Linked DNA regions of Gossypium hirsutum: region 2 is linked to region 1. Evidence: chromatin contacts called from public Hi-C data. All regions are on one chromosome and are shown on one strand. The core of a region is the stretch at or near the end of the contact, and the rest is flanking DNA. Distances in the headings are between cores, read along the strand shown. Region 1 holds the start of LOC107898498 (60S ribosomal protein L4). Region 2 holds the start of LOC107899261.

Evidence for each region. Hi-C and Micro-C count contacts between places; a contact is called where the count stands out from the background.
Region 2: a contact with region 1 is called in a Hi-C map of leaf, with 3 times the contacts expected there. The contact joins the promoter of LOC107899261 here to the promoter of LOC107898498 in region 1. A contact is called at or near these places in 2 of 34 Hi-C or Micro-C datasets (both in leaf).

The regions. Positions count from the first base shown.
Region 1 is chrD04:43,247,612-43,251,825 of Gossypium_hirsutum_v2.1, forward strand. It overlaps LOC107898498 (60S ribosomal protein L4), which reads right to left and starts at 1,760. Exons shown (of 2, transcript XM_016823963.2): 1 at 509-1,760. The coding sequence starts at 1,612.
Region 2 is chrD04:43,510,293-43,514,506 of Gossypium_hirsutum_v2.1, forward strand. LOC107899261 reads right to left here and starts at 2,413. Exons shown (of 4, transcript XM_016824931.2): 1 at 2,013-2,413; 2 at 1,802-1,922; 3 at 1,357-1,691; 4 at 869-1,150. The coding sequence starts at 2,053. The coding sequence ends at 1,132.

The DNA.
Region 1 (4,214 bases), core at 510-3,009:
ATTCCAAGTAATTTTATGCCCAAATTAATTATCAACAAATGATAAAATCATCAATGCATAAAAACTCATAAAATATAGAACTTGACTGATGCACTTTAACAAATTGTTTAAACTTAAACCAGATAAGTGTAAAATCATCAATGCATAAAAACTTATAAAATATAGAACTTGACTGATGCATTTTAACAAATTGTTTAAACTTAAACCAGATAAGTGTAATATCAATGTTAGTCAAGCAAACTGAGTATGGTATAAAGAAGCAACATTCAATAAAGGTAATATCTCAACAAACGAAACGTGTACAATAAACTATATACACTATTTCTATGAGGCCTACACCAAAACAGAGTAATCTCATAAGCACAACCACGATATTCATAGCAATTAATGTAACAATTATGAAGCAGTGATAAACAAAAACATATAATTTAAGAAGCCAAACATGCAAAGCCATTACACAATTATCATCATTCAGGAAACATTCAAAACCAAAACGAACTTGATATACCTTAGAAATGGGCTTCCTCTTCTTGTCAAGCTTCTCCTTCTTAGCCTTAACACGTTGTGCCTCGGCTAAAAGAGACATCCTCCTAGCAGTCTTCGCATATGGGTTCAACTTCAGCATAGCATTCAAGTTCTTGAGTGGGTTCTTCTTCAAAGGTGCCCTCTTGATCTCCTTCTTAATGGGCTTCACAACCGACTGCACCTCATCAGAGTTGATAATCCTACCCAGATCAGCATTCACCATCTTAGATCGAGGCAGTACGTACCCTTTCTTCTTCTCAGAAGGCTTATCAAATGACCCGTAAATCGTATCCAGCTTCTCGTAAGCCGATTTGGTCCAAATAATGAACCTTCCAAGGTGACCACCAGGTGCCAGTTTCAACAGATTAAGCCTCTCCACGTTGGCAACCTCCACTCCAGGAATGTTACGGAAGGCTTTAACAAGCTTAGCTCCCTCAGTTCCGTAAACAATCAAAGGACCTTTACGGGAAATGTACCTCCGATTCCTCATTTTTCCTTTTCCGGGTCGGATTCCTTGGCTGTCCTTAGCCTTTTCAACATCAGGATATGCTCCGATCTGTTTCAAAACCTTGATTGCACCCGAGGTTTTCTCAACGCTCTCAACAGCGTCAGAAATGACCAGCGGCATCTCCGGTACAGCCTCAATGCGGTGGCCACGTGCCATGACGAGGGAAGGAACAGCGGAGGCGGCGATGGCAGAAGCAACGGCGTAACGCTTCTGGTTAACGTTGATTTTCCGGTGCCAGCGGCGCCAGATCTTGGTAGGAGCAAACATGCGTCCACCGCGACACATGTTTCCGAAAGCACCTTGGCCTGCACGGTGAGTACCCCCACCAGGAACACGAGGGATACGTGAGACGGCACGACCGGTACCCCAGGATTCAGCTGAAGTTTGGTGACCAGCGCGTTTGGAGACGGCATAGGGTTGACGGCTGTTTTTGGATATATTGTCGTGAACGAAGGTGACGATGTCGGGTCGAATCGAGGCTTTCATCACATCAGCGAGAGGAACGGTTGGAGTGGCATCAGTAGCCATGTCGGACTCTATGGTTTGGACGGAGACAAGAGGGCGCGCGGCGGCGGCCATTTTGTAGGGTTTGGGTGAGGAGGGGGAGTGAAGATGGAGTAGAATGAAGAACAGGGAGGAGCGCTAGGGTTTTGAGAAGTGTGGATTATTTATATTCTGTTTTATTAGGAAAAGGGCCGATGGGTAACTAATTTTGGGCTGCTGACCCGAATATAATAACTCTGACTCAAAGCTTAATGTACTTTATGGGTCCATCATAGGACAGCCCGTCCAAATTAATTAATTATATTTGTTTCTTTCCTTAAAAATTATTTCTAAAAAATATATTACTTCTTTAAAAAAAAATAATATCTTCTAATGTTTGAATGATTTTGCATAAAGTATTTTTTATTTTTAGTAAATTTATTTATTTTTATTTCTTAAGGCATCTACCGGAGTAAGTCCTGTAACTAATCTTCCACATTTTGTAGGCTCATTAAGGGGATAAATGCTAGCCACAAGTTTTAAGTTGCTCCATACCCAGAGCGAGGATCAAACCCTCGACCACTGGTTAAGGTAGGAGAGACTCTTACCATCTCACCTAACTTCCATAGTTGGTAAAAAGATTTTAAGTTATTTTCAATGAAATAAACATAACATGAATTATATTTGTTACAAAATATTATAAAAATATTTCTATTTGACAACCGAAATTTATTTTATAATAAAATAATATTTTATAATAATTAATATCTCATATACCTTTAATAATAATCAGTGTCTAATTAAAATTTAATTTGAAGTACCAATAAGTGGTTGGGAGAAGTAAAAGTAGAGTTCTTCCCCCAAGTATTTGGACTAAGTTCGAATCTCGTAGTCCTCATTGTTAGGAATGTTTTATTTGAATTTCACTTCAACCAGAAGAGAATTGGTCTTAAACTCACACATGTGAATACAAAAAAAAAAAAAGTTAATATATAAATGGATAACAGTGCATTGGAGCTCGAAATGATGCATAAAGCTAAGTGGAATTTAAATTATAATATGCATTTTATAGTTCAAAAAATTTATTATAATCTAAAAAAATAGTTCCTACTAAATATTTATAAATTTTTGTATATATTATTAAAATATTAATATAAAATATTAAGTATATATTTAAATTTAAAATTATTTTTAATGTTAAAATTTATTATTAAAATTAAAATTGTAATTTTAAATAATTTTATTAGAATATTATTAAATATAAATATGTATGTTTAATAATATTGAAAATTATAATATTTAAAATTAATATTATATTTTTTAGATATATTAAAATTTCAAAATAAAAATTTATTGTAACAATATTCGACTTTATTCAAATTAGATTTTATATAAAAATTAAGTTATTTATAAGTTTTATTTAAATGATTCATGTTCTTCAAAACTTTAAGAAAATATGAATTATTTTTCGTTAATTAGTAAGTCATTTTTTATTGACCAAATTATTTTTCATAAAACAAACATAGAAAAATATTAAAATAACAAAACAAACACATTTTAAAATTGCTAAAAAGATCTACCAAAAATATTTATTTTAAAATAAACAATTATAATGAAATAAATAAAATATTGATTAATAGGATATAATTTCATACGGGAAGGGAGAAGAGCAGTATATCCCACATTTTACATATTTAAAAATAAATTTAAACTGTCAACTAAATCTTGAGTGAAATGGTAAAGACCTTGATATCAACCCTTTAGGTAACATCAATTCTATATTCAATCACTATACAACACACATGCCTTCAAGCCCTAAACAATTATTACGCCCTTTTATATTTATATATATTTATATATATATTTCGGAATATGTGTTTGTTACATAAATTTAAAATTAGTGAAAAATAGTTGATTGAGTTTTAACTCGATTGACATAAATATTGTTGTCAATGCAGGAGAAAATGGGTTTGAGTGCACTGAAGCGTATTATCCTCCTATTTATGAGTTGGAGAGGAACTGTGGGATTGGAATCTATAATAAGATTGTTCAAAAATAAAAACTAGTGAAGAATAATTAGTAATAAGATCTTCTAACGTATGCCAGCATTTCATTGGTCAAGGAAATAATTAATAAGCTACCATTCCATAAGAAAAAAAAATGTTTTTTCAAGTTTTTAAGTATCTTTCACTAGATTAGAAACATCATCTCATGTTTGAAAATACCAATAATCTTAGATTTATAGCTGTTTATTCATAACAATAATAATTGTGATAATTTATAACATCTTATACTCGTCTTGATCATCGGTATAATTAGGAGACATTTCGAAACGTTTTCTTAACTTGTACAAATATTTTCTTTTAAGAAATATCATTTGAAAGCTTAACAAAAATTCTTTAAAGCATATCTCAACCATTCAAGAAGCTTGAGTACATTTTTAAAATTATATTTAATAATTTTTTTAAGGTTTGGACATATCTAAACCATATACTAAGTGTTTGAAGTTTATCGACTTAAATCAATGTCATTCAAGTTAAGAAAAATAGGAATTTTATGATAACTTAAGATTTAAAACAATTTAAATAAAATTGTAGAATACGATAAAAATCATCTTGATAGCTTTAAAATCACCTTCAATTATTAAAAAAACTTTTTGTGGGTGATCGAAGTAGACCTGTCCATGGGCCGGGCGGCT
Region 2 (4,214 bases), core at 1,163-3,662, 260 kb after region 1:
TTTAAAAAAATAAAAAAATACCTCAAAAAATTCCAAAATTTTTATTATATTTTAATAGCAACAATTGATGTTGATTATTAAAAATATATATAATTAAGAGTTGTGAATATTCAAATCGATATATGTGTTGGGTAGTTGTATCTTTACAAACATACTATTTTTTTTATAAATAAAAATCGAAAGACATTAAAAAGAAGTAGAAATAAAATATATGATATTCATCAGTGCAAAATGGTTATAGTTATTATATCCTCAAAATTGATTCCAACATATGAAATAGTAGACGAGTGAAATGAAACACGTGATAAGGTGCATGTGAATCCTGGCACCGACCAGACTGCAATAATAGACGAGGCGAGGGAATACGTGTATTCATGTTTGTCGGATTTCCATCCATCACTTTTGTTTTGCTTAAACAAGGTTTAAGCCTATACTTCATTATTACACTCTCATTGTTTTGGGCTTTTCAAGAATTGGTTTGTAAGCATTGCTAAGATTTTCCAACCACTTTAGACTGCAAGTTGATTATGTGACACCAGTGAGTAAACAAAACAAGAGCCAAGGCAATGGAGGGAAACCATAAGAGGCACACTCTCTCAACCCTGTTTTCTTTTTGTTTTGTAAAGAAAAAGTAGTCTAGTGATGAAATCATTACAAAGTTATTTAAAATAAGAGTGACCCAAATGCGACCCTGAAATCTGATCCAACCATTTTCACCTCACTTGTGAGCTAAAGTGGAGGAGGATATGAAAAAGTTGATGTGGCCAAACTTTGGGGGCCAACTCAATGTACTCACATCCCCTACCTCACATGCTATGAAAGGGAACCTTTTACCACCAACAAACTAATCTTATCAAGGTAATATAAATATACAAACTACAAGCTAATATATTATGCACTTTTACATTATATATGTCATGCCATTTTGCTCCAATGCAAGCAAACAAAACATCTGTCACTTGCTGTTTTATTATCTAAAATGGGACAATAATTGGTGTTTACATGTATTAATTCAAGATGGCCCCAACCCTAATCATTTGTCTTCTTTCCATTGTGCTCTGAATTCTTTCCCTGGCATGCCTTAGATTATCAAGAACTTCACCTATACTTTTGCTCACTTCTATGTTTATCTCAAGTGCTACCTTGGTTTCTGGGAGATTCAAAGGAACTAATGCCAATGAGTTATCAACATACTCATCATCCTCACTAGTCTCATTTCTTCCATTCATCATGTTAATCTCCATTGTTGAAGCTTTCAAGCTTGAACAACTGATCAAATGAATGGTATTAAATGATCTTGATTATAGTGTATTACACTAGGGATAGGAGTAGAAATGAGGGAATCAAAGTGAGTACCTTGTATCAGATTTAGTACTAGTCCCTGGAGGAGTTGAATTTTCTTCATTGGAACAAATTTCAAAGCTTTTTATGGATGGATTGGCGTCTGATGCACTTCCCTCCACATTTTTTAAGATTTCTGGGACTGCATCTTGAGGGTGTTGAGTACCTGAACTGCTTGCAGATGAAACACTAGAGACTGTAGAGCTCTCAGATGAACTTGACTTCTCTGATTCATCTAAATTGGGCAATATTTTTAGGGATTCAAGCTTCTTCTTCAACAACTTGAACCTCTTCTCTGCTTTGTTCCGTAACTTGGTCTCTTCTTTCAGCTTGTTCTCAAGTTCTAGCAGCTGCAGATTCAACAACAACAAAACAAACGTCATACAAAAAATTCAGATCTTTGCTCTTCAAAACATAATCAAAATGTTCAAAACCCAAATTGAAAGATCAAAAAACTGACCTTACTTTCCATAAGTTGAGCATCTTGTTTTGCAATCTTTGATGCTTGTCTCTCAGCAAGGAGCCTCCCTCTCAAGCATTCTACAGTTCTCATCCCATCATCTCCTCCCACTCTCTTTTCACTAAAACACAAGGAAACCCACCTTAGATTCTGAAGCAGGCGACAATCACAACTTGAAAAAGAAAAAGAAAAAGAAAAATGAAGAACCCACCTGCATTTGATGTCTTCTTTGTTGCAAGCAACCATTTGCATTGTACACTGATCTTAACTTGCAATGACTTCGATTCTTGAATGTCACCAACAACAGATCAGAGTTGACTAAGAAGATTGTACAAAAAAATGGCAACAAAAGTAAGCTTTAGCCTGCAGTAAGCAATGGTGTTCTTCTTCTTGTTTTTCACCTTTTTTTTTTTGTTTCAAAATTTGAAATTTGTTTATGTTTCCCACTTGGAAAGAAGAATCTTTACCGATGGCTCCATCCAAAAAAAAAAAAAACCTCAGTCAGCTAGCAGTGTTGGAAATCCAAGATCAAGGCTTGCTTGGACTCTTTCCCGTCGTCCCCTCAATTGGCTTTATATATTTCATCCACTGAACTATAGAATGTGTCCATTTACGGTAAAAATATCAGATACTTCAAAAATATATATAAGTAATTTAATCTTTGTAAATTTTAGACAGAATATGGAATTTCAACCCCAACTTTATTTATATTTCTTTATTTTTATCTCATTAGTCTTGTTTTAATTCCATTTTGTATTTTACGTTAGCATAAGGAGGTTTTTTTACGTCCAACCTTCCTCTCTTTTTCCATTTTTATTTAAGGATTGAATTGCACTTGATCAATTAAATTAATTTTTTTTTGAAATTTCATTTATTTTTATGGTTAAAAATAAGTTTTTATATATCAGCATAAGATATACGAGACATGCAACATATTACTGTTTGGTTTTTTTGTTTGACATAACAGGTTTAAATAGTAAAAATAGATCAATTTATTTTTTAATTCAATGAATAAAGATTAATTTACCTTTTTTTAGTAGAGTTACAAATTTACGGCACATTTAGTATCTTGGATTCATTATTCCGATTTTGGTTTAATTTTAGATATGATTGGAAACAGCAATCAAAATTGTCTCAAAGATGTATATTCAAACGTAGAAATTAGATGTTATAAAATAAATACCCTAGGAAACAACAGATAATATGACATGCGTAGCATTTATTATTACAAGCATTCAAATTTTGAAATAACATCACGGGCTTTCTACCTGCTTCTGTCACGTGATCCCCCTCATATATCTTTTTCTTTCCTTCTCTCTCTCTCTTTTAATTATCCCAATTCTTATATAATTAATAAAGGCATGGGCATGGGCAATAAAGTGAAAATGGAGTATAATCATATGGCATAATTATAATTACATGATTCCAGAGAATGGGAAATTGGCTTTCACTTCACTCAAACAAACCCAGTTTTACTTATTTTACACTGTTTCTTTATATATATATATATGTTATCTGTACCAACATATCTTTCCCTGTGATGGATATGAATACCCAAATCCTACAGCTTTAAGTACACTCATCATCATCTCCTGGACCTCGGACATTGAAGGAAAGGAGGCCCAACTGAAGCAGGGTTAGTAAACCCGAGTTTGGTCCATTTGACCCTCATATTCTTACCCAATGAGCCCATCAATTAATGCCTGAGTGGACTAGTTTTTTTATATCTTCAAGCTATCTTACCCCAAGATGAGATTCAAAATAAGGTGAAAAGTACAAGGATTTAAATTGCATTTTGTCGTTGTAAATTAGTCATTTTATATTAGATTAAAGACTAAACTGGCCCTTTATTAAAAATTTTTGTCCATTTGTACCATAAAAAGTTAGCGTGGTTGAGAGAATAATTAGATAGTGACACATGGCATGCCACATGTACCTTATCCCGACCAATTTTTAAAAGTAGAAATAGACAAAACTTTTAACCAAAGGAAAAGTTTGCTCTTTGATCTAGCAGACAATGATTAGTTTATCATTTTTTGAGTAAAAGGAACAAAATGTAATCCGACTTTTAATATAGGGACCTTTATAATATTTTTACATTCAAAATAATAAGAATGGTGAAATATTAAAATGAAAGTAAAATATGAGAATAATAAAAAAAAAAACATCAAATTAAACGAGTATGTAAATCCATTGTATATATGCAGTGTTATTAAAATTGAAAATTCTTTATTTAAGTTTTTTGTAATTTATAAAATTTTAAATTGGTAATTTGATCTTCAAAAATAATAAAAATTTGATTTAATATTTTAAAATTATAAAAATGTAATTTATTAAAATGGTGAAATTATATTTTTATAAGGTTAAAAGTATATAATTTAATTGGTTAAAGCAGGTTTAGAATGCTCCTTCT